Regions from separate parts of the Hordeum vulgare genome. Here region 1 is linked to region 2. Evidence: chromatin contacts called from public HiChIP or PLAC-seq data. All regions are on one chromosome and are shown on one strand. The core of a region is the stretch at or near the end of the contact, and the rest is flanking DNA. Distances in the headings are between cores, read along the strand shown. Region 1 holds the start of LOC123427006 (beta-1,4-mannosyl-glycoprotein 4-beta-N-acetylglucosaminyltransferase-like). Region 2 holds the start of LOC123427005.

Evidence for each region. HiChIP or PLAC-seq counts read pairs in DNA pulled down with a chosen protein or histone mark.
Region 1: an H3K4me3 HiChIP or PLAC-seq map of embryo shows a contact between it and region 2, with 5 times the contacts expected there. The contact joins the promoter of LOC123427006 here to the promoter of LOC123427005 in region 2. A contact is called at or near these places in 3 of 6 Hi-C or Micro-C datasets (leaf and seedling) and 1 of 1 datasets of contacts at active chromatin or transcription factors (embryo).

What each region holds. Positions count from the first base shown.
Region 1 is chr2H:527,191,015-527,195,450 of MorexV3_pseudomolecules_assembly, forward strand. LOC123427006 (beta-1,4-mannosyl-glycoprotein 4-beta-N-acetylglucosaminyltransferase-like) reads right to left here and starts at 2,108. Exons shown (of 2, transcript XM_045110935.1): 1 at 1,586-2,108; 2 at 1-444. The coding sequence starts at 1,651. LOC123428599 reads left to right here and starts at 3,138. Exons shown (of 4, transcript XM_045112821.1): 1 at 3,138-3,143; 2 at 3,241-3,539. The coding sequence starts at 3,138.
Region 2 is chr2H:527,012,342-527,016,759 of MorexV3_pseudomolecules_assembly, forward strand. LOC123427005 reads right to left here and starts at 2,653. Exons shown (of 6, transcript XM_045110934.1): 1 at 2,373-2,653; 2 at 545-656. The coding sequence starts at 2,638.

The sequences.
Region 1 (4,436 bases), core at 858-3,357, 180 kb after region 2:
CGATTCAGCAAATCTAAATCGATGGCGGTTTTCCTTGAAGAAGAGTGGCTTTATCACGCCAGTGAAAGTTGAGTTGGACTCAAGCAGGACGAACTCTGACACATAGGGGCTGAGTTCATTCCAACGAAGTTCAAGGATATCAAGCTCATTACTGAAGAGCACAGCATCGAAAACACGGCGTGGGGTCTCCCTGACTTTCCACCCATGTAACTTGCAGAGGTTCTCCATGGTGACATTCTCATTGTAGTAGTGAGGGATTATCTTGAAGGGCTCGGGCGGAGATTCCCAGATTGGCCGGAGGAAGTATGTGACCTTCTGGCCATGCTTATATATTATTAACATTACCAGCGGCACACCAATGAAGAGAGCCAGAAGTGCCCTGATATCAAACCCCCGAAGCGCACACTTGAGCCTTGACATGGCCATAACTGCCTTTGAGGTGGGCTGCAAGTGAATGAATGAATTCATAAGTTAGATAAGAAGGCAAGAAAGCAAAGAATAGACACAAGTAAATTCATCATGAAGGAAATACACCAACTGCTCCAGGCAACTATTTAAAAATTCAGCCACATACATGTATACTCTGTAAAGTCCATCTATCCCTAAAGCAGGAACAAACACATGCCTACACGGCAATAACCGAAGCCTGCTTGCCAAAAGGATATAACATCCCAAAGCAATTGCCGAACATTCTCTTTTCACAACAAGTTATGCTACACCATAAAAGGTTGCATGAAAAGGTAAAACTAGTAAACTACTGCTGTACTAGTAACGAACCGATGAAGAACTGGTGCCAGAGCTACAAGCACAAATCCAAGAGGATAATGACAACATTCAGTCACAAATAATGAAGGGCGAGGTTGGCAGGATTATGCAAGACAGCAACAGCTGAACCTAGAGCGCTGGGAAATCAAAATGTGCAAGCCATAATCGTACGAAGCCAGCTTTGTCAGCAAGAACGCTAGCCACAGACATACCGGTACTGGTAACTAACCAAAAGCTGCCCCTTTTCCTAACCAAACAGGGGTCCAACGGTCCACCGCAAACCTGCAATTTTGCAGAGCAACGAAGGTTTCACAGCACATGTGCTCGCGAACGAAGCAAGAAGCAGAGAAGCCCCGTGCTCATCGCGAGAAATATCACTACTCCAAAAACCACGCAGCCCAAAAACACGCAGTTCCGACACGTCGACAGATTCTACCTCCGAAAAGGCGTGAAGAATCGGAACTCCGTAGCTCCACCTAACAAAGTAACAATATCCCCCCATCATCCGAAGCAAAAGCATGGAAGAGCACACGGCCTCCCTCCTCTGTTCCTCCCAATCCCAACCAAATTCCGACCGGCATCATCCCAGCAGAAAACCGGAGCTTGGAAAAAAAACAAATATAGCAGCAGCAGCAGCAGCACGCATCGACGACGGCACGAGGACCGAATCGAGGCGCGAGACGGCGAGCATGCTGCGCGGACCTAATGCTCCAGGCATCCCGATAAGGGAAGCACGCATCTCTGGGGCCAGGGAATCAACCCCCGGCGGCGAACATGGCAGATCTGGGCAGGGGAGGGGAGGGGAGGGGGAATGGCTTACCTCGCCGCAGACGCTGCTGCAGATGCCGTCGTCCTTCTTGTGGGTGTAGCGGCTGGCCTCGGGCATCTCGGCGGCGAGGAGGAGCCCGCCGCCAGAGCAGGCGAGGGGGCGGGGGGTAAGAAGCAATTCCCCTCCAAGGCGGCCGCGCGCGGGGCGGGGGCGGGGCCTCCTCCAATGGCGCGCGAGCCGACGGAGAGAGGCGCGGCGCGCGCGCTTCGGCGGCCGGAATCTCCCGGGCGATCGCCGGCGGGGAGGTGGCGCCGCTGCGCGCGGGGGTGGCTCCGGCTCCGGCTCCGCCCCGGTGGTTGGGTGGTGCGTGGCTCTGGGCCTCGGGGTCCCTTCCCGTTACGGGGGTCTCGGTCGGGCCGTGGTGTGCTGGTGTTGGGGATAATTTACTCGCGGTGCGCGACGGAGTGAAGTTAAACGTGGTGGTGGGGGGTGGAGGAGTCTGGGGGGTGCCGAGCCTCCTAATTATAGCCGTTTGGGTGGCGATTTTGTCCGCGCAGCCGGCAGCAGGCCTCGTGCGCCACGCACAATGTTCCTCTTCCTCTTCCTCTTGAGACTTGGGATGGGATGGGATGGGCATCCAACGAATATGCTTCCAAGCATCACTGTTTCTCCATACCTCACAAAAAGGAGACTATCACTACTATACTACTAGTGGTATATTAGTTTTGCCAAGGATTTCTTTTCTTGAAATATATTTATTGTTTCTTAACACAAGGCTTACTGAAAATACCAAAAAAAATTCTGTAACCATCCAAATCCAACCACAGATTCACGAAATCTATCTACCGTGATAATAATGTCTAAACGCGTGGCGTCTGGCGCGTATGGATGTATTCGCGGTTCCCGTTCCTTGTTTTGCTTCCGGTCAAGCAGTTTGTTGTACTACTGCTACGAAGGCTAGTTCATAAAGCCGGCCGGCTTTCTTGGTGGGGGAAAGCCATTTTCTTTTTATGCGTGGACGACGTGGTTGCTAAAAAGGATCCGGATATGATTGGCATCCATCCAGCTCATCGTAGTTCCCTCACCAAGGAAGGATAACGTAGAACCAGGGATCACCGGGAGGCATCCGGCCATGTTTCTGTTTTGGTTTGCTGCTACCGGCTTCAGAAAGAACTTTATGATGCACAAACAAACAGATTAAAGTGCAGGTCATCCATCTTCCTGGCGTGCGTCCGCGCCCACCGACCCGAACCGGGACGGACAATTCATCGGACGCACGGCTCGCATGCACGCACCGCATCGTGTTCCCGAGACGCAAGTGCGACCGTGCAGGGCAGGGCAGGGCAGGGCATCTTCTCTCTCTCTTCCCTGCGGACGTGACGTGTGGCATGCGATCCAGGCGATTCTTGGACGGGATTCCCGGGAAGCCGTGTATTTCCCCATCAGTTATTACGTTGAGACAACAAGCATGGCATGGCATCATCCGGAGGATGGTTACGCGTAGCCGCACGCTCGTTTACTGCTGACCCGGTGCTGATTTGGACGGCGCGCACAGTGCACCTCGATCTTTTTGTTGGATGCTCAACTGTTGTTTTCCCCGTACATGCAGGTTTGAAAAGTCTCCCACGCACAGTACGCATGGATTATCTTCTACTAGTGATGATAAACGAAGGGGAGATACACGAAAATGAAAAAAGAGGCAACAGATATTGAGTGGCAAAGCGAGAAGTGGCCGCTGTGTGCTCGAACGGCGTGCCCCTGCCTTGCTCGACAGCAGCATATTTTGTTTTCAGTTTTCAAAGGTCTCTCGCGGCCGGCTACGAGAAAGATGCTCCTCTCGTGCGGAAGCCACGCCCGCCCAAGAAGAAACGGGCCGATCCCGCCGGCCGGCCGGCCGTCCACGCTTCCGGCGACGGTTGCTTCGCTCTCGAGCCGGACGAAAAGCGCCGGACTTGACGAGGGACGTCCACAGCTGGACGGACAGCGCCCATGCCAAACGGTTACGGTAAAAAATAATCTTGGACTGCAAGAAAATACTGGCATGTCTTTGTTTGGTCTATTTGGCATTTGGGTGCCCCGTTTCTCGCCTTCGTGCCGAAGCAGCAGCTACCTTCCAGGGGTTCCCGAACAAGAACATCGTATTCGTTGTTTAATTTGCCTCCTCCAATGTTACATGCAAATGAGAGTGGCATCGAACAAAGCAGCTGCCGCAAGATGCAATGACGTGAACTGGCCCCACTGGATTTCGGTGTTTTTCTTTTTTGCTAATACGTGTCTCAATTATTCTCTTTGTATCTAAATACTTGTAGTTGAAGAAAAAATACTGTAGTCTATTCCTCTGTCACTATCTATATCTATACCTACCTAATAATAAAGCGGTTATTGCTTCCGTCGGAAAACCCACCACGATATTTTTATTAAAAAAAACCTTGTAATTTTTGTGATAGGTAGAATCCCTGCCCTAATATTTCTTAATAAAGAAAAGTTCTGTACCATCACCGATCGTTGCACGAGTTGACGCTCAATGGATTGACATGATGCATGCTGGCCAGGTGAAGGAGCCCGTCGTCAATAGATAGCCGGACGTGACGGGAGCTTGCACGCAATAACTCAAATATTGACGTTGACGCATGCATGCATGTAAGCAAATTGACGGGCGAGGGTTGCTGTCGTGTTCAGTACACTTGTCCACTAGCCGCGCTCATCTTCCCAGGCAGTCCTGAAATCTTAAAAAAAGATCATTGGTGCGACTCCACGCCATCAAGCTCGCCCGAGGAGAAACGAGATCTCCTCCGCTCCCTCGTCTGTGAGTCTCATCGAAATCGAGCTCCTGGAGAGGCAGGAGCTTGCCTCGCTACCTTGGTTGCGCTGGTTGCCGGTCGCCGGCCACCGCACTTGCGCA
Region 2 (4,418 bases), core at 1,403-3,902:
CTATTAGCTTTTGTTTTGTTTCGTTTCGCTTGGTAAACTTCTGCATATTTTCAGAGTTCTTCTAATGCGAAACAACATACAATTTTTTATCCCAGGTTCCATCAGGTTTTTACTTGCCTGGGTCAAGAACATGCATCAATGTGTTGTATGAACTGAAGGACCACCATTCTGGTTTTTATTTGCCATAATGGCGAGGTTACAAATCAAGCATCTGTGTACTTTAAAACATAATGTTTGAACAAGCTTATCAAGTGCGATAACGGATACAATGAAACTATTGCTTGCTACATGTCATTACCATGCATCTAGGTTTTGACAAGAGCCCATCAATTTAAAAACAAATTGTATGTGCATGAATGAAGTACTTCATCAAGTAATCCATGGAGTACAGCTGTTGCATCTGATGTTTTGTTTGGACCTAGTGCATTTGTGAAGATCAAGGTTGAACTTTATGCCCCAGCTTTTAATGGGCGAAAAGATACTACCAGACAACCATGCATAAAAGTAAATGAAACAGTTATATTAAATAATTAATGCTACTTACATCACTATTATCAATGCGATGTTCGCATTTTGGGCACTCCATCCCTGCTTCTGCAACCAATTCCCCGTTTCTTATCATCATAGCAATTATCTTTCCAGTAACAATGAATGGCCTGAAGTAGAAATGTGTGAGATAAATCTATTTTAGGAAGCATCATTTGATGCCTAACAGATAAAAAAATAATTAATGATACATGATATAGATCCCACTCATCTCAACAAAAAGCTGTCTGCCTTTTTTTAGATTCACAATGTAGCAACTAAAGCTAAATGGAGAAATATGAAAGGATCTTTACACAGAGAGACATCTATCTGAATTCTAGGTTCAGTCATAGGATATTAACTGCAGTAAGCAGACTTAAAGCCAACTAATCAAGAATAGTCATGTTCCTAGGATTGAAGATAATCAATTATGTACTGATTCTGAAAAATCTGATAGATTAACACTTGTTTGCAGATATTTTGCCTTGCATTGCTATTTCCAACGTATGCAGTCAGCTTGATGCAGAGCATGCCCTGTTTCTCTGTTTTATCCCCTGTTTCTGAAGAAAAGAGAAGCCTGATGCAGAGCATGACCACTGATTGATCTGAACAGAAAGTGACTTAAACAACATGCATTTGGTGGCAACATGTCCGGTCATGATCAGATATTCATATTGGCAGAATGCAACCCACAGTTTCCAGCGAGAAACACTGGAAATCACCACGCCACACTGAAACCTGCAGCTGTCATTTTGGTGCCACTGCAAGCAAACGTAAACCTGGAGGCTGAACAGAGGAGTCCTGAATATGCATTTCCACTGGCAGATGGAAAGCCCAGCACCGAACATGTTCGAGATGGCATACATAAACTTCTTCTCTCATCCACCCACCGGTAATATTTCTTGCAACGAGGTGCGATGCTTCAGACATCAGTAATGAACCTGAACGCCGCGCCTGCAGTCCTGCACCATCAGATACTAGCAGCAGCAGCAGCAGTTGGACGATCCACACATTCAGCAGCGCAAATCAGCGATCTCTGGCATATGATGAAGCAGAGCACGGTCACCACGAGACAGACAAGTGCCAGCGAAGAGCACCACGAGATCAGATCAGTCTGTATTCCCTCTCTGCACCACAAGAACAGAACGGAACGGAACGGAACCCTTCTCTGCTTCCTTCGAGGGGTTGGCTTCTCCTCCGCCAGCACCAGCTCAAGCACACTGCGAAGCACCTGCACTGACGCTGCAACGACAAGTACAACCACGCCGGATTCACCACGGCGGCGCGGCGGCGTTACCCTTCTCTGTCTCTGTCTCTTTTTTCCCTTTTTTTTTTTGAGAGAGAGAGAGAACTCCTCTGCTTCTTCCTTCGAAAGGAAGGATCCTCCCCTCCAGCAGCCCACCACAGACAGCCCCAAAACCTCCAGCACTGTCACTGTAGCAACGAGCGGGAGAGGAAACCGGCCGGAATCGCGTCGGCGGCGTTCAACCGGGTCTGCTCTCCGACGATCTCGCGCGCATTCGCCCGGTCAGACCGACGTCTCCTCTGCCGCGCGCTCAAGCTCCGGAGTAACATCAGCATCCTCTGGCCTCCTCCTCCAAAACCACGCACCGGAATCCACCGGCCGGTCGCCGATCAACCGCGACGCCCCTCCTCCGGATCAAAATCGAAACCCTCCCCACCCCATCAAATCCCCAGCCCCCTCGCAACACCGGATACCCCAAACCGCGTGCAGAAATAAAGCCAAAAAAATAAATCCAGAGCATGAAAAAAGAAATCCCGAGCAAGAAAAAGAGAGGGAGACCTGGTCAGATAGTAGAGACGGAGCCCAGGCGCGGGTCACTTACTCGTCCATGGCGGGCGCCCGGCCGCGCTGCGGAGGTTCGGGAGTGGCGGAGTGGTGAGGGAGAAGGGAGCGGACGAGCATCCGAGGGGGGTGGGGAGGGAAACTTCCGGGCGGGTGTCCGAGCCTGCCGTGCGCGCGCCCTTTAAATAGGCGGAGGCTGTGACCAAAATGTTTTGCCCACGGCAACAAGCAAGCGAACCCCACCCTGCTCTGCCTCCGCGCCTCCCTAGGGTCGGGCGCAGGCTCGGCGTGGACTCGGCTCGCCATGGTTGGCAGCTTGCTCTCAGATTCTTTTCCCGCGAGAGGAAACTTTTCCTGGATGCTTTTCGCGATCAGCACTTTGCACTAACCCTAAATGAGAGTAGTATATCTGGATGATCCATTGATGTGTAGTACTACTGCGATGGATGTGCTGCAAAATAACCCTAAATCGATTCCTTGTGAAATCATGTTCAGTTGTACTACATCGGTCCACATGGCCTCGCTGAGGTAAAATGCTGACAAAAGGAGAACTTTCCGGGTTTTACTGGATTATATTGTTTTCACGGGATCAGGACGTGTTGTCTTTTCTAGCAGATCGGAGGAACTGTATACTTGGGATTTACAGCTTTACTGAACTCAGGATGGATCTTGTCAAGATTTCGTTCATTTATGCGCACAGATGCGTGAATCTTTTCTCTCCTCCATTTTTCATCTTCTCTTGGTCAAACTGTACAAGATCGCCTTTTTGGATCGGGCAAACTTCCCAATAGATTTCCCAAACATGGACACTATCAGGCATGCTAGTATCAGGCATGCCATCAGGCATGCACGGCCAGTAGGCCGCCCCAAGGACCAGCCTATCTATGTGCACCCGGTGGGACCCACGCATCCCGCCCTTGTTTCTTTGCATTGCATCGCCGTCGCATCAACAAAGCGGCGTCCACTGATGTCTTCCTCTCCAAGGCAAACAAGGTAAAAGGCCCCACCTGGTTCCTCTTCCGAGGCCCGACGTGTCCCCCCAAACGTGGAACCACGCGTACACATGCACAGTGGGAGAGGGGGTGGGGTGAGGACAGAGGTGACTGGCATGCCACCCTGAATCCTGTCGAGTCCTTGCTGCCCAAGTAAAAAAAGGCTCTGTGTGGAGTACTCTTCTTTCTTTTACGCCATTGTTTTCTTAGACAATTTACACCATTGTTTGTGTTTTTGTTTTTTTTGAGAAACGACATTGTTTGTTTAGGCGGTCCCATCCAGGATGGATCCAACAGTTATCCGTGCGTCAAGGCCCAGCCCATTTTTGTCTGGTGGGCGGGGAGTAAGAAGCAAGCGACGACTTTGTGTGTATGGTGGGCTCGATCCGTGCCCATTTCCGTTTTGCTAGTCTGCATTGCGTCCCTAAAACTAAGCTCGACTTTTGTGTACTGAGTGACAGTGTGTTTCTTCTGGGGGGAGCTTTCGAGTCTGATCAATGTAACAAGGACATGGGATGCCTGCTGCCGGTACATGTATTTATAATCATCTGCAGAAAAGATACATGCATTTAATTGAACGGTGACATGACACTTGGTTTAACTCCTGCCGAAGACCAAGGCCTCCACAGTCCACGCCATACACCGTCGTAAAACTGAATATTTCGTTCACTACGTACGTATCCCTACGCCTGTACTGTCCGCTGGGTCTATGAAAACCAAATTACTCGCTGCTACCGCCGGACGAGACAGCACGCGGCAACACCTACGCGTGCCAAATCCCCTGCATTTTCCACCTGCACAACCAACGGCAGCGCGGCGGCCGCAGAGACACCGCTGCCTCCGATCCCAAAAGTTTTTTTTTTCTTTTGCGTCGATAAAGTCCAGTCAACTTGACTTGAGGCGACCGTGGTCAAAGTCTCGACATGGCTTGCGTGCAGGTTTGCTTTACTCGGTTAATATGATATGATCCCTCAAACCGTTCGCGGGCACGCCCGATCACTAAACCGGTCGTACCCATATTTGCTTTCGTACATTCACGTATCTCAAATTTCATTCCTAATTTTGAAGTCATTTCAACAAACACTTTATATGCA